Regions from separate parts of the Mus musculus genome. Here regions 1, 3, 4, 5 and 6 are each linked to region 2. A link is a contact called in public ChIA-PET, Micro-C and promoter capture Hi-C data. All regions are on one chromosome and are shown on one strand. Each heading gives the region's core, a stretch centred on a gene start, on an enhancer-like site or on the middle of the called end of the contact. The rest is flanking DNA. Distances are from core to core; before and after follow the strand shown.

Region 1 (4,005 bases), core at 771-3,270, 190 kb before region 2:
GAAATTCTATTCACAGCCAAAACTCACCCAGTTGTAAGAACTAAGCATGCATGAAGGTTCACACCTTAAGAGATAGAACGTGAAAATTTCATCAGGGAACAGAACCTAAGAGAAGAATGGGAAATGGGCAAAGGAACTTGTTCAGGTATTGGAAGCCAAAGCCCAGGGTTAGGACCTGGCAGTTCCAGGTTAGCATAGGTTAGTCCCAGGTTAGCACAGGTTAGCCCCAGTTAGCATTGTGCCCTCCATTACAATTCTGCCCTGCTTTGTGATTCTCCAAATGCTGATATAAACCCTCTTACTCGGTAATCTCTGACCTGGCCTCAGTCCTACCTCGAATGTGTACCAGTCATTTCTATGGGAAATATTTCTTTCTTCATAATAACCCTTGATTTTACCTCAGACACCAACAAAATCTTTCAGGATAACGTGCTCACTTTACCCTTAAAACAGAATAATTAGCATTCCTAGAATTTGGGCTAAGATGCTCCTTGCTTTGTTTTTTTGTTTTTGTTTTGATCTTCTTTGGAAGCCTCGATTCTAACACTACTCATCTAACTAATGTATTGCTGCTGTTGTTTGGGGGGTTTTGCATGGGGTTGTGGAAACCCAGGCCTCCGGCATGCCCAGCAGGCCAGTGAGCTACATCCCCCATCCTCATGGCTGGCTGATCTTGTAAGTACGGTGGAAAGTGAGAGCATTTTAGGGTCATCTAGCCTCTCACAGATTATGGAGACAGTTTCGTGTGTGTGTGTGTGTGTGTGTGTGTGTGTGTGTGTGCGTGTGCGTGGGGGGTGGGGGAGCTAACAAAATGCCAATGAAGTTCTTCTACCACCCACTTGCTGCGGTAGATTTAGTGGATCGGGCCTCCCTGTAGGAACCCTAAGGTTGCCAGGAACCAGTGATTTCATCAATTATCTTTGGCTGATCAAGGTTCTAATGCAGGGTCACCGGCATGCAGTCCAGAGAGCAAACAAGCTACATTGGACAAGGCCTGAGCAGGCCAATATAAGCAAGAGTTGGACAGAGGTTTAGCAAGGTCAGAGTTCACATTCTGTTCTAACAGCCTAGAAAACCCATTATAGCGTTTGTGCAAAGGACAAGGAAACAGTCCATTTGAAGACAACTTTCTGATTGCTCCAGAAAAATAGATTGAAACTGAAGACCAAGAGGGAGGGGTATTTTTTTCCTCCAGCTCTGTTATACCTGTTATACCAGATGCCCAACTCTAATAAAAACAAAAGGAATAAAAAAAAATCTGGTGAGCTTGCCCAGAGTGGGAAAACTTGAGTTATCAATTCTCTTGTCTGGAAAGTTAGTTTGGTCCAGTATTCCTCTATCTCCAAGCTGCTAGGAAGGATGGTTCACGAGACCCTCACTGCAGGTATTGGACAGCCCCCCCCCCCCCACCAGGTAGCTGCGGTCTGAGGCAAAGCTAGTAGCTTAGGGAGGGGAGGAAAGTTGGAGTGGCCCTGGAGATAGCTTTAAGAGACACATTCATTTTCGGTCCTATTTTGTTCCACACAAGGTGGGCGATGGCGGGGGCGGGGCTGGGGAAGCAAGGAGTCTGGGGCAATGAAAGTATGGTTTGTAAGAGTCACCTCCCTAAAGATTCTCATCTCTCACGACATGTGGCCTTTGCAAGTGAACTACAGGGTTCCTCATCACTGCCCCCACTGAGCCAGTCGCATCCGAGAAACCCTCCCCTTGCTCCTCCAGCCCACAGATGGGTGACTCCAAAAGCCCCAAACTCAGCATCTGGGTTTCTGACCTAGTCTGCTTGCCGTAGAGAATTCGCTTCACCTGGGCCAAATCGTCAGGCGGCAGATGTTTTTCCAGGCACTGCTCCAGGGACTGCCACTCCGGTCCCGCCATGGCCAGAAGCTGGTTGCAGGGACTGATGTCCCACACGAATGGCCTGCCCTCGGCCTGGAGTATGGGGAGAAGGAGGCAGCAGCCTGGCAGGTCTCCAGAGGCACGGGATTTGGTGCTCTGTGAGGAGGGTTCACATGCTGGCAACACCCTCCTCACGCCTCTATGGAGGGCAGCCAATACATGCTCAGGACATTCCTGGCAGACCTTTTCTATTGGCGCTCTCTCTGGTGACCAGGTTGGATCAGTGCAGGTCGCCCCTGGAGGCTTTCCCTAACACAGGCGCCTCCTTCTTCCTCCTTCTTCCTTAGATCTTTGATGGGCTGAAGTAACTTTACCTAGGTTTGGGTCAGCAGAACAGGGCAGCCAGCCACGCCGGCCCACTACTACACGGGGCTGCTGATGGGCACAAGAAGCAATACTTTGGCATCTGAGTATTTCAGGGGCCAGTCCAGAGTCCTGGCACTATGATAATACCAGGCCTTTGGTTTCCTTTGAGCCACAAATCACATGAGTCAGAAGCAAGTTTGGTTTCCCTGGAATCAGTACTGCAGAATATGGGATCCCGAGCAGGTTACTCTCTGTACTCTGATGCCGCTTTGGGATCTCTGCCGTTTGTGGTATGCATGCCCACATGTGCGCTTTGCCAGCTGCAGAGTGGAGAAAGACCCTCTTGCTGTTCCCTGTAACTTACAGAGGCCATATACTTGGGAGCTGGGGTGGCAGGGAAGCACTCCCAGACCCTGATTTACTCCTGTGACCTGGGGAGCTATCCTGCTACTCGGGTCATCTGCTGCTTTATCTGTGGAATTGGAATGCGGTGACCACTTGCCGCAGTTTAGTTCAGTGGTAGAGCATCGCCACCTTGCTAGAAGGTGTGGCTGAAGATATTTATATCACCGCTTTGATGTTCTCTGACAGCTTCTAGTGTCTTCCTTTTCTAGAAGCTGAGAGATTTGTGTGGGAGACTTCACAAAGCATAACAAAAAGACAGTAGAGACAAAGACATAGAGACAGTTGGCACTCTGAGTGTAGATCCCGCCGCTGCATATTCAACCAAACTTGATTAAAAAGTTTCCTCCAAGTTGTGCCCGTTTTGTAAGGATTTTCTCCTTCCCCACATTAGTCCCTAAATAATACAATGTGTCAGTTGCTTATATAGCACTTACACTGGATTAAGCTTACCTTTAGTTGGGGTTACTATTGCTGTGGTAAAGCACCATGACCAAAAGCAACCCAGAGAGGAAAGGGTTTATTTTGCCCCCGGTTCTATATAACAGTTCTTCATCAAAAGCCATGAGGGCAGGAACCTGCAGACAGAAGCTGATGCAGAGGCCATGGAGGAGTGCTGCTTACTGGCTTGCTCCCTATGGCTTGCTCAGTCTCTTACAGAACCCATGACTACCAGCCCAGCGGTGGCCCCACCTACAGTGGGCTTGGCCCTCCCCCATCAACCTTTAATTAAGAAAATGTCCGTCCCATAGACTTCCCTATAGCCCCTTCTTACGGAGGCATTTTCTTAACTGAGGTTTCCTCCTCACAGATGACCTTAGCTTGTGCCACATTTGACATAGTTAGGTATTATTATCTAGAGACTGTTTAAAGTAGATGGTATAGCTTATCTGCAAATACAACACTATGTTAAAGAAGGGACTCTTGCTTCCAGGATTTGGGATTGCTAGGGGTCCTAGAACCAACCTTTTGTTTTTGTTTTTGTTTTTTTGGGACAGCATTTCTCTGTGTAGCCCTGGCTGTCCTGGAACTCACTGTGTAGACCAGGCTGGCCTTGAACTCAGAAATCCTCCTGCCTCTGCCTCCCAAGTGCCTGGGACTAAAGGTGTGTGCCACCACTGCCCGGCTTTCCTAGAACCAACCTTACATGGACATCTATCTACCTTTTAAACAATGTAACTTTAGAAGCCAGGACGATTGAATATGTGGCTATTGTAAAGACACCTAATTGTAGCCTTCTTTCCTTTTCCTTTCCTTTTTAAAAATTGGGCCTCGCTATGTATTCCCGACTGGCCTGGAACTTTCTGAGTATAACAGGATGGCCCCAAACTCAAACCTGCTTTCCTCTCCACGTGTTGGGGTTAAAGATGGTCCCTACCACACTCAGAAAGCACAATCTTT
Region 2 (3,797 bases), core at 412-2,911:
AAATGTAACGAGACCAACATACTTTTTTCTCCATATCCCCTTCTATATTGGTTGGATATTTTGAGACATTACTTCAATTTTTATCAAGCTGGGGAGTAGATATAGCTTAGCTATAAAACACTTATCTAGCCATATTCCATGCCCTTAATACCAAAGATGGGAGAGTGAAGTTATCCATATACGACTCAACCCTCAAGTACACTTCCATCGTCAATTGCTTATATTATCCCAGTACAAGGAAAGGACAAGAGAAAAAAAAAAAAAAGAGTCTGTACAGAATTCAGCACAGGCGTATTGCTTTTCAAACTCTTTCCATTCCTGACATATTGAAAGAGGACCAACCGAACGGTGCCTTTAATGCCTATGCAACAACGCTGGTGCCTCATTCCAAACCTTTAGATAGAACTGTTGTTGCCTGTAGTCCACAGCTGATTTCACCTCAAGATTTAGCTTCCTGAATGACAAGAAGCCTTCCTGGGCTCCGCGATTTGTTTTTTGTTTTGTTTTTGTTTGTAGTTTGAGACAAGGCCTTACTCTGCAGCCCAGTTGGAGCTCATCCAGCCTTGGCCTCGGGATTACAGGTGTAGGCCAAACTTTACGATTCTCTGTCATGACAGTCAAAGGGTGCCCCCTCACCCCGCCGCACTTTAGGACTGATCTTCAAGAGAGTGAAAACAAAAACAAAAACAAAACAAAAAACAAACAACAAAAAAACCCAAAACAAAACAAAACAAAAAATCAAGGATGCCTGCATTTGAATGATCACAGAAATTTTTGTTTGGTTTTAGGCGGCTAAGCCCACCAGAAACCGATTTCTTTTCTAGTGTTCTCTGGGGTATCGCCACCATCTATCTATCTCTCTCTCTCTCTATCTCTCTCTCTCTCTCTCTCACACACACACACACACACACACACACACACACACACACACAAGCCTCTAATGAAAATGCACACACACACACACACGCCTCTAATGAAAATGCAGCATTTCTTCAACAACACACAGAAACATCCACATCCAATCTGACATAATTAGCCAAGTCTCAAGAATAAAGAACACTGCCAGCTTCCAACAGCCAGGTCCTAACACTGCAGGGCGCAGCCTTCGGGGGACCTCCGCTCCTGCTCCCCACCCTCAATGCACCAGATGGGGAGGCAACCTGTCCCAGCCCAGGGCAAGGAACTAGGATGAATGCCCGGTCTCTCCCGACACCACAGGGAACACAAGCACCAGGGTCGCACCCAGCCTCTCCGCAGGGATGAGACCCCCAGCCAGCTGGGTACCACGCCAGCCTGGGTTCCCGGGGGATCTGCGGGGCAAGCTGTGAGGTCCGCCCGGGCAGGAGACGGCGCAGGCGCGGGATGGCTGGGGATGGGGGGGGTGACGAGGGGGGACAGCGCAGGCGCGGGGCCGCCAGGGTCTGCGGGGCCGCCCGGGCCTGGCCGCGCGGGCGGCGCTGAGGAGACGAACGTGCCCGCGGCACAAGCGGAGAAGACCCTGCCCCGGCTCTTACCGCGCGGCACCGCCTCGCTCACTCGCTGGCTCCGGGCTGGGGCCGGGCGGCGAGCTCGCCCGGTGGCGCGGCCCGGTCCGTTGAGTCCGGCCTCAGGGCAACAGCCAACCCCACGGCGCCGCTCCCTCGGCCCGCCCTGTCTCCCTTGCGGCTCCCGCCCTCCGCCCGCCCCTTATCCACCGGTGCCGCCCCCTTCTACTCCCCGCGCATGTGCCGTGATCGGCGCCTCCCTGGGCTGCTACTGCGCAGGCGCCAGCTGTCACACCTCCTCTTCGCGCTGAGTTCTGGACCGCGCACGCGCTGTGCTAGTCGGCGGTGCAACTAGATAACTGCAGTCTTTTGTGCTGGAAGTGCTCCTAGTCTCTCGTTTTTCCTCCAAGGCAAATAGGTCCGCTCTGGTTGAAATGTATGTTTACAGTGTGCTGAACCCGACAGTTGAGAAAAATGCACATGCCAGGCACCCATTATGTTCCCAGCACATGAGCAACACCGGTCCCTACTCCACCCATTAAAGGGAACAAGATCACTAGCATTATAAAGTTAAAGAGTTCTATAAGCTTATGTAATTCCTGTGTAGTTTTTATTTTACTTTTTAAATTTGTAAATGGCTCTATTACTATAATAAAAGCACCATGACCAAAAGCAACCTGGGGAGGAAAGGGTTTATTTGGCTTACAACTCCCAGGTCACACACCATCACTGAGAGAAGTCAGGGCAGGAACTCAAAGGAACCTGAAGGCAGGAACTGAAGCAGAGAAGCTTTGGAGAAACACAGATTGTTGGTTTGCTCCTCATGCCTTGCTCAGCCTGCTTTCTTATATCATCCAGGATCCCCTAGGGGGTCACACCACATCCTGGTGAGCCTGGCCTCTCCCACATCAATCATTAACCAAGAAAATGCCCTATAGATTTGTATATAGGCAATCTAACAAAGACATTTTCTCAACTGAAGTTCCTCTTCCCAGATAATGGTAACTTAGATCAAACTGACAAGACCTAGCCGGAACATTATTCTTTGATGTTTTCTTTTTAAGAATTTAATCTCTGATTCACTGGGCATAGTGGAACATGCTTTTAATATCAGCACTCAGGAGGCAAAGATGGATCATCTCTGTGAGTACCAGGCCAACGTGGTCTATATAGCCAATTCCAGGCCAGCCATTGCCACATGGTGAGACCCTGTCTCAAATAAATTAGCAAATAGATAAATAAATAAATAAATAAATAAATTTAAAGATTTTGTATATGGATATTTATGTATATGAGTACACCGTTGTTGTCTTCAGACACACCAGAAGAGGATGTCAGATCTCATTATACATGGTTGTGAACCACCATGTGTACACAGGTTGCTGGGAGCTGAACTCAGGAGCTCTGGAAGAAGCCAGTGCTCCTAACCATCTCTCCAGCCCCCCCCTAAATAAATAAATAAATATCTCTGAATGCATTTCTAAGAAAATTTACATGCCTCAAAATTCAAAAATCACCATTTCAACATATTCAGTACCCTACAATTCCTCACATAGTTTCCACTCCTCAATATCAATATCCCTTGACATCATTTATGAACAGAAGCAAATATTTAAATTACGATATGCACTATTTTACTACCTCAATACACAGATGGCATCACACTGTACCTCTTGATCTTTAATTCTTCCTTCTTAACCAGCAGAGCCACAATACATTAGTACATTGAGCCAAAAAAAAAAAAACAAAAACAAAACCTGGCTTTGAACCTTGGATGCATTACATAATAGTCCCTTTGCTTTCTGGTTTACCCACTACAAAACATATGCTGTTATAAATTTTTATGGAGGTCAAATAGGATTAGCACTTAAACAGGCCTTACCACGTTATCCAGAACCCTGGACTTCCATTGCGTAGCAAATATAAATAAGTGGGTATTAATTCTCCATCTGTTTAGGTATTTGTAGTTCAAAATCAACTCAACCATTTCAATCCAAATACCACCCAGGTGGTAATTTTTTGAGGCCAAAGTTGAGGTTCAAAAAGGTATGTCATGCCAGGTGGTAGTGGCTCACACCTTTAATCCCAGCACTTGGGAGGCAGAGGAAGGCGGATTTCTGAGTTCGAGGCCAGCCTGGTCTACCAAGTGAGTTCCAGGACAGCCAGGGCTACACAGAGAAACCCTGTCTCAAAAAAAAAAAAAAAAAAAAAAAAAAAAAAAAAAAAAAACCAAAACAAAAAACAAAAAAATCAGGTGCATTTCAAACCATTTTCTATAGTTCCTAGAATTGTTTAAAAAAAAAAAGATTCAAA
Region 3 (3,582 bases), core at 827-3,326, 240 kb after region 2:
TCTTCATGTCTAGAGAAGGCAAATGGAAGAGGCGCTGTTTTATCCAAGCACGGGACAACCCTCTGTAGCCTCCTGGGTCCCCTCAATGGCCTTTCCTACCAGAGTCATTTTTTTTTCCAAAACTTCCCAACTCCAGACTCACCAGCTAAAAAAACTGTCTCCTTCAAAGCAGGTGACTTCATCTCGGCTGGGCAGGGGGCTGGGTGGGTTGGTTACCCAGGGCCCTTGGCTCTGCCAGGAACAAGGTGCCTTGCAAGGGCAGTCCCAGGTGGCCAGGAGCCCTCTCTGGTCTCTGAAGTTCTTTCTCTAACACAACTACGCTCCAGGGGTCACAGAACCTTCCCTTTTATAGACACGGAGGCTGTGGTCTCCACCGAGACAGCCCCACAAACATGGTCAGACAGCCATGGTGTGCCTCTGTCCATTTCCCTTCCTGTGCTTTTTCTGGCCTTTCACCCACCCCTCCCTCATCCATGTCCTGACTCCTCCCTCCCTCAATATCCCTCCCCTGCTCCTTCCCAACCCAGCCAGCTGCCCAAGTTCCTGGGCCTCTCCATTCATTCTCTTCCCTCTGCCCACATTGCCCATTCTGACCCTGCCCGTGTCCTTCAAGCTCCAGTTCAAACGTTACATTGCCCATAGGCAGGTCTGACCTGAGCCCGGGGTATCTCTCTCCCAGGCCCCTCCCAAGCCCCCCTGCACTGCACCGAAGGAAGGCCTGGTTATCAGAGCACAGCCCTATTTCCCCCTGAGGAAGGTGAATCAGTCCTGGGAGGGCTGGCCCAGTCCACTCCCACCCTTCCACCTTAGCACAAGCCCTAGGGGAGCCAGTACTCAGTAAATGTTTGCTTAATTGAATCTGGCCAAGCAGCTTCCTCTAGACAGGGGCCAGGTTAGCAGACCTAGATGATGATTCTCAGCGCTAAGAAACCACTTGGGCAGAAAAGAGTGTCAAGGCTCAGGGTCCTGCCCCAATCTCCTCCACAGACAAGGCGACATCGTTACCAGGCTGGTCCCTCCACCCTGAGACTCACACTCCAGGGAACCCTGGTCTCACTTGGCATTGCTTTCCCATCCTCCTCTCTGTAACAGGATCCCCAATTCTCGGCCTAGGCAGATTCCTGCCATCCTCCATCCAGATAGGCTCAGCACCTCCCTAAAGGCAGAGCCCCCATAGATTCACCGCAGGATCCGGAGCAGAGGCCCTCACACCCCTCCCCAAACACCCCACCGCCTTTTAAGGGAAAAAATATTGAGCCAGGAACACATTACAATCGCAGCAGGTCGATACTCATCTCTGGCTCCAAATGCCTCCAAGGAACCTGCTCCGTTGCAAGAGCGATGACCGAGAACAGCGAGCTGTTGTACCGGGCCTCAGGGCCCTCTCTTCCCGTTTTTATTTTTTTATTTTTTTACCCAAGGCCAAGCTCCTGACACCTGCGGCTGCCTGTACCCCTGGACCCCCGGAGAGAGACCCCCCGCCTGGCGTCGCTCCTGCAGATCGCCCGCCTGCACTCCGCACCCGCTCAGGGCGTGCAGTGGTCCCACATCATCCTCTGCACCCCCTGCCCAATTTCGTCAGGTGGCAGCCACCCCTTCCAAGGGTTACTGGGCCGCCGCTCCTCCCTCCCAAGGCACCTGTCTGGGCCATAGCCACCCCCTGCCCACCTAGCAGACAACCCCACCCCTAGCGGGCTCTCCCACCCGGAGGGGCATCCCTGCCTCTGCACCCCTAGCCCTATAGATCTCGGGTCCCCAGCACAAAGGCCCCAGGCCCCGACCCGGGTGGGGGTGGGGTGCGCCCCAGCCGCGCCCCCAGCCCCGGGTTCAGCTGTGCGCGCCGGGGCCGCTGGTGCGCTCACTCACTCACCTCCCGGGCGCGGCTTCGTGCGTCGGTCGAGCTGCACCCGGCGGGGCGGGGCCGCGAGCGTAGGGCTGTGGCGCCCTGGTTCTGCACGAAGCGGGTGCCGGCGGCCGCGCGAGGACGTGACCGGTCCGCGGGTGGCACACACGCTCCGCCGCCCTGGCTCCCTCCTCCGCCCTCCCGCGCCGCCTGCAAGCGGGTCCACCCGCCCCGCACCGCGCCGCCGCCGGCAGGGGGCGGAGTCGCGAGCGCAGTCCGTTGCCAGGCCAACCGCGGGCGGGGTCTGCCGCTTGTCTGCCCCGCACCACGCGCTGCCGCCCGACCACTAGCTCCGGCTCGTTTTCCATTGGGCGATAACTGCCGACGGACGTGCGAGTAGTCCAATAACGACAGACAGGGGAGGGGCGCGGCTGTGCGCGCGCCGCCTTACCGCACGCGCTGCTGGCTCCAGCTACTGTGGCACTGCACTGCGCCGAGCCTTCCCGAAGCTACTTCTAGCATCTTGGGAAACCCACCTTCAGAGCAGTGTAGCCCCGGTTCCTTGCACGCTGGCTTTCCTGCCCTACCTCAAATGGGGTTCGAACTCAGCCCTGGCAACCTATTCTCCCACAATGTCTTTTTGCAAGGTGCTGTCGTCCAGGCTTCCTTGGATAATGTCAATAATCCTTTAGGGCGCGAGAAAACCCTGATGGGTTAAGCTGGAGAGATTTCGCAGCATATGGTTCGCCCTCTCTTCTGCTCTCCTTTTTTAGCATGTAGGGGCACTTCTGGGAGTCGACCCCCGCAACAGAGAGAAGCCGAAGGGTCCCAGATCAATGAAGCCCCTGACCTCTTTGGAAACTCCCCAGGAGACATCAGATCTTTGACAAACGAACCTAGCTGTGAGATTCTACTCTCATCAGGAGGAGTCCGTCTGTGGGTCTTGGCTGGTAGTACCTTACTCCTGTACAAGAAAGACTCAGGCCAGGTGCCACCACAATAGTGCCTCTCTGCCTTCTCCATCCTTGTAACTTTAAGCATATGTGCCTTAGAGCCCAGGATGAGATGGGGAGCCATGACGATAATGTTGGTGCTTGCCAGCTAGACGCTCCAGAGGCAGGACAACATCACACCACTTTCCGTGGGATTGTCTCAATTGTGCAGTGGCTGACTGTTGTACTGCATACCCCAGGTAGACAGCCCACCTGTGAAAGGGCTGCCTAAACTTTTAGGGATGGGACCAGGTACTGGTTATGGGTACTACTGAAGCCAGTCAAGACACCTGTCTTGCTACAGTGACCAATAAGGACCGAAGGACTTTTGCTAATGGCTAAAGAGCATTTCTACCAACTCATCCGGCTGTGCAGCCAGTCTGTCACTGGAACCTGGCTGAGAGTCAGTCTCCTAATCTGTCAAAAACTGTACTATCGACTCTTCAGAGGGTTAATGTATGTAGGAAATACACCTTAGCAAGTGATTTAGGCTGGGCAGAGGCAGTTTCTGCAGCAGGTTCAGGGGGCAGAGTTCATCCTTCTGCTGAGGGTAAAACCAATGTAGGAATTACATTTGACAGTTGAATTTGCAATGGAACTTACAATATTCCTGGCGAGGGAGCAGAGGCTAGTCCCTAGACAGTCTACCTGGGCTGGTTGGGGTCTGCTGGACCTGACACTGGCAACTACCACAAAGTGAGAGGCTTTTGTCTCATGTGGTCTTTTACTGGTGGCCTCCACACTTTG
Region 4 (3,451 bases), core at 443-2,942, 240 kb before region 2:
AATTCTTCCCAGACCGAACATCTGCTTCAATTCTGCTCCTCGAGTCTTCTTCCAAACACGAACAAACAGCTTGTTTTTGGCACAGTTCTTACTTCTCAAAACCGACTTTTTTATCTGTTTGTCCAAACACCTGCTCTGTCTAAACAAAAGGCCAAAAGGAACTTAAGTGGTTCCGGGCTTCCAGTTTCTCAAAAGGACAAAACCAAGAGAGGTTGCAAGACGTGACAGTGGTGTATAAAATGACCCATGAGAACATCTCTCTCACATTCAGGTCAGGCAAAGGTTGCTCTAGGCAAGAAGTCAGAGGAAGAATTGGAGTCGGGTCTTGTGTTTCCGATGTCCATTGCTGTGGCACACATTATGCTACATTGGATATTACTGTCTGTTACTGCATAACAGATTACTTTAATATTTGTGCCTTCAGACAACAAACGTATTATCCGACCATTTCTGTGGTCGAGGGTCTAGGTTCAAGAACTGGGTGCCTCAGGTTATAATTGAGCTCTCATCCTAAAGGCTGGATGGGGTTGAAGGGACTCCACTGTCAAGTTCACTGACATGGTCCTTTGTAGGGTTTGGATCCCGGGATGCAGGCTTCTCTATAAGACAGCTCTAACACTTTCTTACAGCGAAACAGTTGAATGAGCAGGATAGAAGCCCTGGTCCTTTGGCTACCGCATCTCAGGAACACCACCTACCATGATTGCTCTCCAGACAGTCCTCAACGTACAGGTTTTAGAACGCTTACCTTTCAGGTGGTATGAAGAGCGCACATGCAACCACTGTGGGACCTGTGGCACTGCTTTGAATCAAACGTGTTTTGTGTTGGATTATTCCCATCCGTAGGCTAATACAATTGTCCTGAGCTATTACATTCAGTAGGACAGACGTTTGCAATGCATTTCGGCTTCCTGCTATTCCCAGCTTTCGATGAAGGAATTTATTGTTGTAAACCAAGAAACTCCCTGTGCTTTATATTCAAAGAAAGTTACTAGTTTTAATTCTCATATGGGAATGTGAATACCAAGAGACAGTGACCATTGCACCGTCTGTCTTAGAAGATTGTATCATATCCTGCCATATGGATTGGATTTAAATATACACATGGGTGTCAGAAAGATTTCAAGGACGTGTTCTTTTGTAATTTAGTCAGAGGTTAACAAGAAACTATAGCAATTGACTGGCCAACCTTGGACTAGGTGTTCAATACCAAGCCAGAGAATTAAATTTTATCCTTGAGCTATGTCTTAACAGTTACAGAGCATGTGGGGGAAGGGCATTTGACTGAATACAGATGTGAAATTAATGACCCTCCCCCTTTTAAATAAATAACAGTTTTTCAAGCACCCAGCATAAAATGAAGCTGGAAATTGAGACTTAGTCATACACCTGTGTATCCCAACTGATGGAATCTCCTTATGCACTCTGGGAGTCTGCTGAGCCTCAGGGACTTGGGATACATAGACAAGAAGGCAAATGTGGCATTTGAGAGCAGACAGCTCATTTCCCATGCCCCTAAAAGTTCAGGAGCTTATTGTATACTTAGACTGGATTCCATTGTAACAACTGATCCTGGCCAGTGGGCAGTATTTCCCTCTCCCTCTCTTGGCATGGATGCCTCCTAGAACTGTATCTGTATAGCTACACACCCTGAGTATGTAAGAGCACATGTTCTGGCTGAGGTAGGTGTGTGTGTGTGTGTGTGTGTGTGTGTGTGTGTGTGTGTATGAACTCATAGTGAGAGAATGTTAGTTGTGTAATGAAATCATAATGTGACATCACAGAAGGAGTGGTTTAGACAACAAACATTTATTCCTCAGAGTTCTAGTCGCTCCTAGTTCAAGATGGGGGTGTGGGCAGGTTTGGCTTCTCTTGAGGTTTCTTTTATGGGTGTGCCATGGCTGCCTTCTGTGTCCTTACATGGCCTCTTCTCTGTTCACGAATGTCCCCTGTGTCTCTAACACATGTTGTTGTTAGATCAGGGCTCTGTCTGGCTGTGCATCTGCCTCGCCACTGGAATGCCGCTCAGGGAAGACAGAAAGCAGACCTAGGGGACTGACTTTGGGCTCTGCGCATGCCAGACAAGCACTGTGCCTCTGAACTACTTACCTAGATCTTGATTTGCAGCAGAGTCTCACTGGTTCTGGCTAGTCTTGAGCTTGCTATGCAATCTAGGATAGCCTTGGATTCCTGCCCTAGTTTGCTCCCCTGTTGGTTGAATAAATAGGATGATCTGATCCAAGTTGGGAGAGCAAAGGGTTTATTTGGCTTACACTTCAACATTTCAGTCCTTCATTATGGGATGTCAAGGCAGGAAGTCTGAATAGGAACCCAAGATAGGAGCCTGGAGGCAGGGACTGAAGCGGGAATTCATGGAGGAATGGTTTACTGGGCTTGCCTCCCATAGTGTTCAGCTTGCTTTCTTTAAAAGAAAACATTTTAAATTAAAATAGAATTATAACACTTCTCCCTTTCATTTCCTCTCTCCAGCCCCTCCTAGGTCCCTTCCCTCAAACCTCTCCCATGGGCTCACATTCTCAACTTGATAGCTTCTTTTTGATAATCTGTCTGTCTGTCTCTCTCTCTTACACACACACACACACACACACACACACACACACACACGCACGCACACATACCTTGCTGAGTCTGTTTCTGTTGTTTGTGAGTGATGGTTTCAAGGCTGACCACCCTGCATTGGAGAATCAAATGGTTCTCACCTCTTAGGAGAGGCTGATACTCCTTCCCAGTGTTGCCTGTGCCCTGGGCTGCTCTCTGCCTGACCCTACCTGCCCTTGGGAGTTGGTGTTGAGGTAGTGCAGAGTCAACGGAGACTCTGGGAGCACGTGAGAAACGCTGCAGCAAGCTTTCTAAACACTGCTGCAAGCTCCTTTAATACCCTCGTTGGTCCCAAGGAAGCACCTTTTCTAAACAGCAGATCTTGATTGGTTGGCATTGTCTGTACCAGCAATCCTTGGTCTCTCAGGTAGTCTTCAATTAGGTTCTCCTGCAGGAGATACGTTTGGGGCTGTGTGGCCCCTAGAGGCTGTCCCACTATTCCTGCTACAGCCCAGTAGTCAACAGCTGCCTGTAGTTCTTTGTGTAGGAGTGAGAGACTGTGAAATGACCCCCCCCCCCATTCATGTGAATATGCCCATTGCTATTGTGATTGTTCCAGTCTTATTTATGTAGCTGTTTTAGGAGAGACTGTCTCACAGCAGACTTCCTGGCAGTCTCAATCTCCTAATCTCCGCCCCCCCCCCCCAAGCTATAGATGCAGGAGCTATGTAGCTATGTGTCTGTTGTTGCTTGGCTCCCCACAATCTGTTGATCTCTGCACTGTATCCAGCTGTGAATTTCTGTGATGGTCTCGTAATTATGCTCATCTAGAGAGATAACGTTCCCATGGATCTGTAGAGTAGATCCTTGACGTGGCTGACATACACTGAAG
Region 5 (3,627 bases), core at 443-2,942, 210 kb before region 2:
GGTGGGTAAGGGAGTGGGGGGGGGGGACTTTTGGGATAGCATTGGAAATGTAATTGAAGAAAATACGTAATAAAAAAAAAGAAAAAAAATGAATTGTACTCTTGAATTACCAAAACCAAGGAGAGGACACAAAGGTTGGGGGAGGGGGCATGTTGGGGGTGTGTCTTGTGGAATGGGAGGAGCTTGGAGGTGCATAGGATCAATATATATTATACACATGTATTAAACTGTCAAAGAATAACTGAACGATATTTTTAAAAAATAAGTAAAATCGAGTCTGGTATGGTAGTTCATACCTGTAGTCCTGAGACTTGGCAGGCTGGGGTGAGAACGTTAAGAGTTTGAGAATAGATTGGGAGACATATTTAGAGAGCTCCAGGATACTAAACCTAGAGTAAGTACCCATCTCAAAAAAACTCTTAATGAATTATCACTATTCTTCTCGGCTATAGTAAGATACCTTGCCACTTAGTCTGTTTTGTGCTGTTACAACAGAATAAGAGAGATTGGGTAGCTCATAGAGAACAGAGATTTATTTCCTTGGAGGTCCAGGTCCAAGGTCAAACATGCAGCATCCAGCAACTCCTGGGCCACTGTGCTGAACTGTCCTAGTGGAGGGTGGGAGAACGAAGAAAGAAGAGACTGCACTTGCTTTTATTAAAAGGGGGAAAAACCACTCTGGAGATATGGATGCAAATCCATGCACAAGAGCTAAATCTCCATGACCTGCCCACCTTTTTTAAAAAATCACTATGATTATGACTCTGTCTCAAACCCCCTTAAGCATGATACAAAGTCTGAATGAGAACAGAAATCTGTTGGAGCTGAGAATAAAGACACATTACCATTCATAATTTCTTGACTAGTATGGATTTTTCTCATAACAGCTTTACTGAAATATAGTTCAAAGGAATAAATCCATTGTTTTTTTGTTTGTTTGTTTGCTTTTCTGTTTGTTTGTTTCTTTTGTTTTTGCTTTTTCAAGACATGGTTTCTCTGTGTAGCCCTGGCTGTCCTGGAACTTTGTAGATCAGGCTGGCCTAGAACCCACAGAGATCGTTCTGCCTCTGCCTCCTGAGTGCTGGGATAAAAGGCCCGAGCCACCACCGCCCACCCAGAATCATCCCTATAAGGTGATATATATGCTGCTGGTGCTCAGTATCCCAGAGTTGTGCAATGGTTATAACGAGCTAATTTTGATACATTCTTACCGCCTGCAAAGGATTCCCTGCACCCATTAGCAGACGCTCCTCTTCTTTCCTAACCCTTTTGACCTGACTTTTTTTTTTCTCTCCTGTCTCTAGAGATTTGAGTGTTCTGGACAGTTTTTATAATTGGGATCAGATCTCATATATAACGATGTTTTGGTTAGGAAAAATAAAAAACAATCTCTACACTATGAGACAGACTGTGTGTTAAAACTTTCACTCAATTACGGCAAGTGGGAAGGGCAAAGGTCTAGAGAAGATAAATGACTCTCATCCTGGAGTGGCAGCTCCATCATTTGACAGATTTTCCATGAAGTCACTCCAAACCATCTCTCCCCGGGCTGCAGCTTGTCACTGGTAAAGCCAGGAAGGGCCCTTGTAGCTCTGAAACTACAAACTTAAAATGAAAGTAAACCTGACAATAATGAAAGTGTCCAAGTACTATCTAATCTTCTCTGGTAAATATTTTCCACACTGAAGAGGCACATCAGACAGCTGTGGCTGTGCTCTGCAGCCCGCGTGGGTTGGCCAGCCACCGCTACCGGAGCACAGTTAAGGTCACCTTCTGACAGAACCTGGTGGTGAGCCCATCCTCGGCCGACTCAGCAAATTCTGTCCAAGGAAGTTTCTCTCGTGTACAAAAAGCGAACGGCATATCTGTGGGGAGAGAGAGAGAGACAGAGACAGAGACAGACAGAGAGACAGAGAGACAGAGAGAGACAGAGAGAGATAGAGGTAGGTAGGTTAGGAACGAATGAGGTGACCCCTAGAGGGTATCCTCAGGCCAGAGCAAGTCACCACTGGGATCTTTTTTCTTTGGGGACAGGGAAGCTTTTTCAGAAATAAACCTATAAAAGTTTGGAAACTACTGGACAGGAGGGGGATGTCCAAAGACAAAGGCATCATTTTCAGGATCTTTAGCTAGACCTTGCCAGGGACTTAGTTCAGTAGAAATTAATTAAATTAATGAACATGAGTGCATGCATGTGGTACTGAATTCAAAATTAGGTCTTTGGGCAAACTAACCATTCTATCACTGTCTATACCACCAGAGTTCTATGTTTTCAGTGCTGAGGGTTAAGCCCAGAGTCTTACGCATGTTAGACACGTGCTCGACCACTGAGTCATGTCCCTAAACCTAAAGTCACCTCTTTGCATTTGCTTGCTTCCCAACACTGGATACGTATATAGGAACAGTAAAGAATGTGTGTCATCTCCATACATATGGTGCTCACAACAGCACCTTTCTGTACGGGGTGTGGTAGTTTGAATAAGAATGCCCCCATAGACTGTGTTTGAATGCTTGGCCCACAGCAAGTGGCACCAATAAAAAGTATGGCCCTTTCAGAATAGGTATGGCCTTGTTGGAGGAAGACTGTCCCTGTAGGGGTAGGCTTTGAGGTCTCTGAGGCTTAAGCCCAGGTTCACAGTTCACCTCTGCTACCTGAGGATCAAGATGTAGAACTCTCAGCTCTCCAGCACCATGTCTGCCTCCATGTGGCCATGCTTCCCGCCATGATGGTAATGGACTGAACTTCCAAACTGTAAGCCAGCCCCAATGAAATGGTTTCCTTTGGAGTTGCTGCGGTTATGGTGTCTCTTCATAGCAACAGGAATCCTAACTAAAACAATGAGTCAGAAGGATTGAACTAGGAGTGGACCCTGAGACTCTCAGCTATGTATGATGTTGTTATACTACCCTGGGTATCTTAGTTAGGGTTTTGCTGCTGTGAACAGACACCATGACCAAGGCAACTCTTATAAGGACAACATAAGCCAGTGGAGCTGACTTATAGATTCAGAAGTTTAGTACATTATCATCCAGGTAGGAACATGGTGGCATCCAGGCAGGCATGGTGCAGGAGGAGTTGAGAGTTCGACGTCTTCATCTGAAGGCTGCTAGCAGAAGACTGGCTTCCAGGCAGCTAGGATGAGGGTCTTAAAGCCCACACCCATGGTGATACACCCACTCCAACAAGGCCACACCTCCTAATCGTGCCACTCTCTGGGCCAAACACATACAAACCACCACACTGGGCAAATGTGAAATACTGTAGTAAAGCAGTTATCTTTATAACTACCACGATGTTAACCAAATGGATACCTCATCATGATTAAGCATGTCTGCATGTCTTCCTTGTCCTGGAAGCAGCTCACTGATAGGGCCCCTCTCTAGAATACTCAGGGCTTAGCTAGATTCCGTCTCAGTACTGCAGAGATAACAATGTTCTTCATTACCAGTCATACTGAGTAGCTTGCTGCATATTTCCTGGGAACCCTAGATTTGTCCTCTCTTTGCTGCTCATACTCCCTGCGTATCACCCCGGTTGTTTTCTCCTGGGCTCACTGGTTTATTGTTACTGTTCTTTGTTTGGTTTTTGAGGTATGCATATGATGACTGACCCATTCAGCAGTCTTT
Region 6 (3,613 bases), core at 858-3,357, 180 kb after region 2:
TTGCAGTCAAATCCCTTAAAAGATTCGTATCTTTGTGACTGCTGGGGTTTCTTTCCTTTCCTTTCCTTTCCTTTCCTTTCCTTTTTTTTTTTCTTTTTTCTTTTCTTTTTTTTTTTTGTTGTTGTTGTTTTTCAAGACAGGGTTTCTCTGTGTAGCCCTGGCTGTCCTGGAACTCACTTTGTAGACCAGGCTGGCCTCGAACTCAGAAATCTGCCTGCGTCTGCCTCCCAAGTGCTGGGATTAAAGGTGTGTGCTTCTTGACGCCATTTCTGAGCCATTTTTGGGACTGGTTCTATGGTTCTTGGACCTGGCCATGTCTGCACGGTAACCTGCAGCGCTCGCGGCACCTGGGACCGGAAGAGAAAGAGAAACGCCAGCAGTGCAGCATGGGAAATAGGGCCGACACTGCTGGAAGGTCCAACTGATGGGAAACTATTATTCAGTCTGCCATATTTGAGCATCACTGTTGGCAGGATTTAGAGTTACCCTCAGGTGAACACCTCTGCGAGTGTCTGTAAGGATGTTTCCAGAGAGCTTTAACTGAGAAGTACTTACCCTGAATATAAGTTGAGCACCAGTTGGGCCCCAGCGTTCGCCTTTACCTGCGCCTAGTTCCATCGGGTTACCAGAAGGTGAAGTGTCAGATCTCAGAGTCACTTCTGCTGTCCTGCCTTGCTGCCATGATGGACCATACCCTCAATATGTGAGCTGAAATAAATCCTTCTCCCCTCAATTTGCCTTTTGTCTGGTTTTTCGTCATACTAACAAAAAAACTGTCTCATGTGCCCAATGGGTGACCTCTCTCCTAGTGACCTTTGACCCGACTAAGAACAAGGGAAACTACAATGCTTTGAATACTTGCTCCCCCGATGGTGGAAGCGTCAGACTGTGGGAGGGGCCAAGTCACTGAGGGGAAGTCCTTAGAAATAGCTATCCTCTCTCCTCTCCTCTCCTCTCCTCTCCTCTCCTCTCCATCCCTGGTTCATAGTTCATATTTTCCCACTGCCATAGTCTGCCAAGCACCGGTGGGTCAGACCTCCTGAAATTCCAAGCCAAACTAAAAGCTTTTCTCACGTAAGTTGCTTCTCCCAGGCATTCTCTCACGTCGAGGAAAGAGTAACTAATACATTTGGTAATGTGTGAATTGCAGAAAAAATGCTTTTAAATTGTAACTCTTAACTCAAGCCCATAAGTCATTCATTTTGCATTTATCAAACGCTTCTTGGCATATGCTTGGTACAGAGAGGCAGTAAATGAAACAGACACAGGCAAGGTCTTGCTATGTTAAGGGGGTTAGGCGGCTCTTACTGAGTTGTGTCTATGGGGGATGTCAGACAGATGTCTTGTTACATTCTGTGTGTGTTTGAGTTTGTGCAAGGTCTTAGGGTGTGTGTGTGTGCGCGTGCACGCATGTGCGCACATGCAGGTTTATGTAAAGTCTCCATATGGCGTATGTGTATATGTTAGGGAAGTTAGTCAGGGCTTGCTATATCATGTGTAGTACACTAGGCAGGGTTTTGGTATGTTGTATGTATATGGGAGGGGGGTTAGGTGGGGCCCTCCTATGTGTATGGAGAGTGTAATGGGGTCTTGCTATATTGTCTGTGTCTACCTCCCATGTAGCCGGTAATAAAGGCATGCACCACCACCCAGACTCGGTGAGGAGACAGTCTTTGGGGAGCCAAAGGAGATGTTAGGCAGGTGGTGTTGGGGGCCTAGAAAACCACTTCAGCCAGTATGTACTGGGTGGATCAGCTTGCAGAAATATGGGCCCTGACCGGGCAGTTCTGGGGTCAGGTCTACGTGACTCGGAGAGAGCAACTGAATTTCCTTGAGATTCTTAGCCTTGAACTGTATAAAGTTACTCCTTCACCCGGATGGCCCAAAGCATGCAAAGGTCACAGGAAATCTGTACCACTAAGGAGACTTGTCTTTGTTCTTCATAGTAACATTGTAAAATTATGTTGTTTTTCCCTTCTTCACTGGGCTTAGCCTTAGTCTTTTTGCGCCTGCGCCTTGGCTCCCCAGAGTATTGACCGAGAAGCTGCAGACGCTGGCAGTCTCCTAGCAACCAGGTCGCCTGGTAATGGGCCAAGCGCTCTGGCTGGCAGACACCAGGAGACTTCACGCACTGAGGCAAGTGAGGCAGCTGTGAGGTGGGTGCCTGGCACAGGGCATAGGGGGCTTCCTGACCCACCCAGTTCCATTCACACGGGGCTGGTGCCCTCACAGCCTGGGTCTCGCCTTTCCTGCTGGTAGCAGGATTCCTGTAGTGTGTGCCATTTATAGGAGGGCAGCCCATGTCCCAGAGACTAAGATCCCCTGGAGTGAACCCCATTTTAGAGATGGCTGTTACCTTCCCAGTCTGGGGCTTTTCCTCCTTGTCTTGGCTGGTGGCCTGCCTTGGTTTTTTGTTTTGTTTTCTTTTTTTTTTTTTTTTGTTGGTTTTTTTTTTTTTGTTGTTGTTGTTGTTGTTGTTGTTGTTTTTTAACTTCAGAGTTTGAGTCCTGCCAGGTTCTGCAATAGTGATCAGGATAATAACCACAATCAATATATTCTAAGTTCTGTCCAGCCAGGCTCATGGGTATCAGTTATATGGCTGTGCTGGAAGGGCAGAAAGGAAATACCTAACTCTTCAGCTGCAGAGATGATGCATATAGAAGAGGGAGTGACTTGTCAAGGATAGCCCGTGGACCTGGACTATATCCCAGTCTTAACCCTGAAGCCACATTGCCTATGGTTGTTCAAAGAGTGTATGTGTGGGGGACAAGAAATCCTTCTTTAACCCTTCTTGCAAAAGTGTTCTAAGCATGTCCCCAACAGGAAGGAACAGGGCATCTATTTGATAGTTTCTAGCTTTACCAACTCCCTAGCCAAAAATCTATTTCCTTACATGGACAGCTCTTTTTAAGCAGTTTAGTATCTATCTAACTGGCAGTCACAAATTATTGCTGTCACCAGCTAAGCAGGAGCATCAAAGGAGAACACATGTTGGTTTTTACTTGGCTGGCCTATCCCCCCCCCCCCCGCAACCCCCCCTCGTCTTTGGTACTGTGACTAAGGAACCAATCTACCAAGTATCCCAAGCATTTTCTTCTGTCATTGGGCCACACCCGTGCCGTGACCTTGAGAAATCTGGTCAGCCCCTGTTTGCTCATCAGTAAATCCAGATGAAAGTATCCACCCTGTTTGTCTTCACAGACAGTTTTGAGGCTGAGATGGATAAGCTTCTACCTGATAATAGTAATAATGACAGTTTTTCTTCTGTGTGTGTTTGTTGTTGTTGTTCTTTTATTAGCAGTTTCTACAGAGGTTCATTTTCAAAGCCCTTTGGCAGGTGTGAAAAGATGGCTCATGCCCGCATCTCCATGTATATGCCTCCTGACATCGACCCCACAAAAGCCGCCATTGCTTATGGCTGCCGGGCCTTGAGCAAGCTTAATGAGGAGCTACAGTCAAGGGATCTCCTGACAAGGCAGAAAGCCCTAGTGGCTCTGTGTGACCTCATGCACGATCCTGAGTATGTCTACGAGGCCATCAACATAGGTGAGAGCATCCCACACCCGGTAACCATGGCTGGGGGCGGGGGGGGAGGGAGGGGCTGATGTAGTTC

The links. Promoter capture Hi-C pulls out the DNA fragments that hold promoters and counts their contacts. A called contact is a pair of places that touch in the nucleus more often than the background predicts. ChIA-PET counts read pairs in DNA pulled down with a chosen protein or histone mark. Capture Hi-C pulls out chosen DNA fragments and counts their contacts.
Region 1: a promoter capture Hi-C map of adipose tissue shows a contact between it and region 2. The contact joins the promoter of Upb1 here to the promoter of Specc1l in region 2. A contact is called at or near these places in 17 of 39 promoter capture datasets (the C10 cell line, the HPC-7 cell line, HPC-7-derived erythroid cells and 10 more), 5 of 115 datasets of contacts at active chromatin or transcription factors (the 230-238 cell line, CD8 T cells, embryonic stem cells and 2 more) and 3 of 9 other capture datasets (adipose tissue, liver and pancreatic islet).
Region 3: a contact with region 2 is called in a Micro-C map of embryonic stem cells, with 13 times the contacts expected there. The contact joins the promoter of Gnaz here to the promoter of Specc1l in region 2. A contact is called at or near these places in 5 of 39 promoter capture datasets (cranial neural crest, embryonic stem cells, neural stem cells and 2 more), 2 of 484 Hi-C or Micro-C datasets (both in embryonic stem cells) and 2 of 115 datasets of contacts at active chromatin or transcription factors (embryonic stem cells and extraembryonic endoderm stem cells).
Region 4: a promoter capture Hi-C map of pre-B cells shows a contact between it and region 2, with 7 times the contacts expected there. The contact joins the promoter of 4933407G14Rik here to the promoter of Specc1l in region 2. A contact is called at or near these places in 17 of 39 promoter capture datasets (the 3T3-L1 cell line, 3T3-L1-derived adipocytes, the C10 cell line and 10 more), 3 of 15 datasets of contacts at CTCF or cohesin (CD8 T cells, the NIH/3T3 cell line and large pre-B cells), 4 of 484 Hi-C or Micro-C datasets (B cells, Th1 cells, bone marrow-derived macrophages and 1 more), 23 of 115 datasets of contacts at active chromatin or transcription factors (the 230-238 cell line, CD8 T cells, the NIH/3T3 cell line and 15 more) and 2 of 9 other capture datasets (adipose tissue and liver).
Region 5: a contact with region 2 is called in an RNA polymerase II ChIA-PET map of effector CD8 T cells, with 66 read pairs. The contact joins the enhancer-like site here to the promoter of Specc1l in region 2. A contact is called at or near these places in 7 of 39 promoter capture datasets (3T3-L1-derived adipocytes, the C10 cell line, the HPC-7 cell line and 5 more), 3 of 15 datasets of contacts at CTCF or cohesin (CD8 T cells, the NIH/3T3 cell line and large pre-B cells), 4 of 484 Hi-C or Micro-C datasets (B cells, Th1 cells, bone marrow-derived macrophages and 1 more), 23 of 115 datasets of contacts at active chromatin or transcription factors (the 230-238 cell line, CD8 T cells, the NIH/3T3 cell line and 14 more) and 3 of 9 other capture datasets (adipose tissue, liver and pancreatic islet).
Region 6: a contact with region 2 is called in a promoter capture Hi-C map of liver. The contact joins the promoter of Rsph14 here to the promoter of Specc1l in region 2. A contact is called at or near these places in 7 of 39 promoter capture datasets (the C10 cell line, cranial neural crest, frontonasal cranial neural crest and 4 more), 1 of 484 Hi-C or Micro-C datasets (embryonic stem cells), 4 of 115 datasets of contacts at active chromatin or transcription factors (extraembryonic endoderm stem cells, large pre-B cells, memory CD8 T cells and 1 more) and 3 of 9 other capture datasets (adipose tissue, liver and pancreatic islet).

What each region holds. Positions count from the first base shown.
Region 1 is chr10:75,404,926-75,408,930 of GRCm38.p6, reverse strand. It overlaps Upb1 (ureidopropionase, beta), which reads right to left and starts at 2,020. Exons shown (of 10, transcript NM_133995.4): 1 at 1,772-2,020. The coding sequence starts at 1,875.
Region 2 is chr10:75,209,937-75,213,733 of GRCm38.p6, reverse strand. It overlaps Specc1l (sperm antigen with calponin homology and coiled-coil domains 1-like), which reads right to left and starts at 1,661. Exons shown (of 16, transcript NM_153406.3): 1 at 1,515-1,661.
Region 3 is chr10:74,965,671-74,969,252 of GRCm38.p6, reverse strand. It overlaps Gnaz (guanine nucleotide binding protein, alpha z subunit), which reads right to left and starts at 2,076. Exons shown (of 4, transcript NM_010311.4): 1 at 1,871-2,076. All of the region lies in intron 4 of Rsph14 (radial spoke head homolog 14 (Chlamydomonas)), which reads left to right.
Region 4 is chr10:75,447,751-75,451,201 of GRCm38.p6, reverse strand. 4933407G14Rik (RIKEN cDNA 4933407G14 gene) reads right to left here and starts at 1,692. Exons shown (of 3, transcript NR_045841.1): 1 at 749-1,692.
Region 5 is chr10:75,422,731-75,426,357 of GRCm38.p6, reverse strand. Upb1 (ureidopropionase, beta) reads right to left here. Exons shown (of 10, transcript NM_133995.4): 4 at 1,771-1,865. Among named protein-coding and RNA genes, the nearest start is that of Upb1, 18 kb to the right of the region's middle. Within about 2 kb of position 1,692, at least 31 of the 459 cell types and tissues checked have an H3K27ac peak or open chromatin away from gene starts, as enhancers often do. A contact at or near this core is called in CD8 T cells, Th1 cells, Th17 cells and 5 more, where this site is marked.
Region 6 is chr10:75,031,047-75,034,659 of GRCm38.p6, reverse strand. It overlaps Rsph14 (radial spoke head homolog 14 (Chlamydomonas)), which reads left to right and starts at 2,107. Exons shown (of 7, transcript NM_001163535.1): 1 at 2,107-2,156; 2 at 3,302-3,546. The coding sequence starts at 3,348. Gm40692 (a long non-coding RNA gene) reads right to left here. Exons shown (of 4, transcript XR_003948909.1): 4 at 182-347.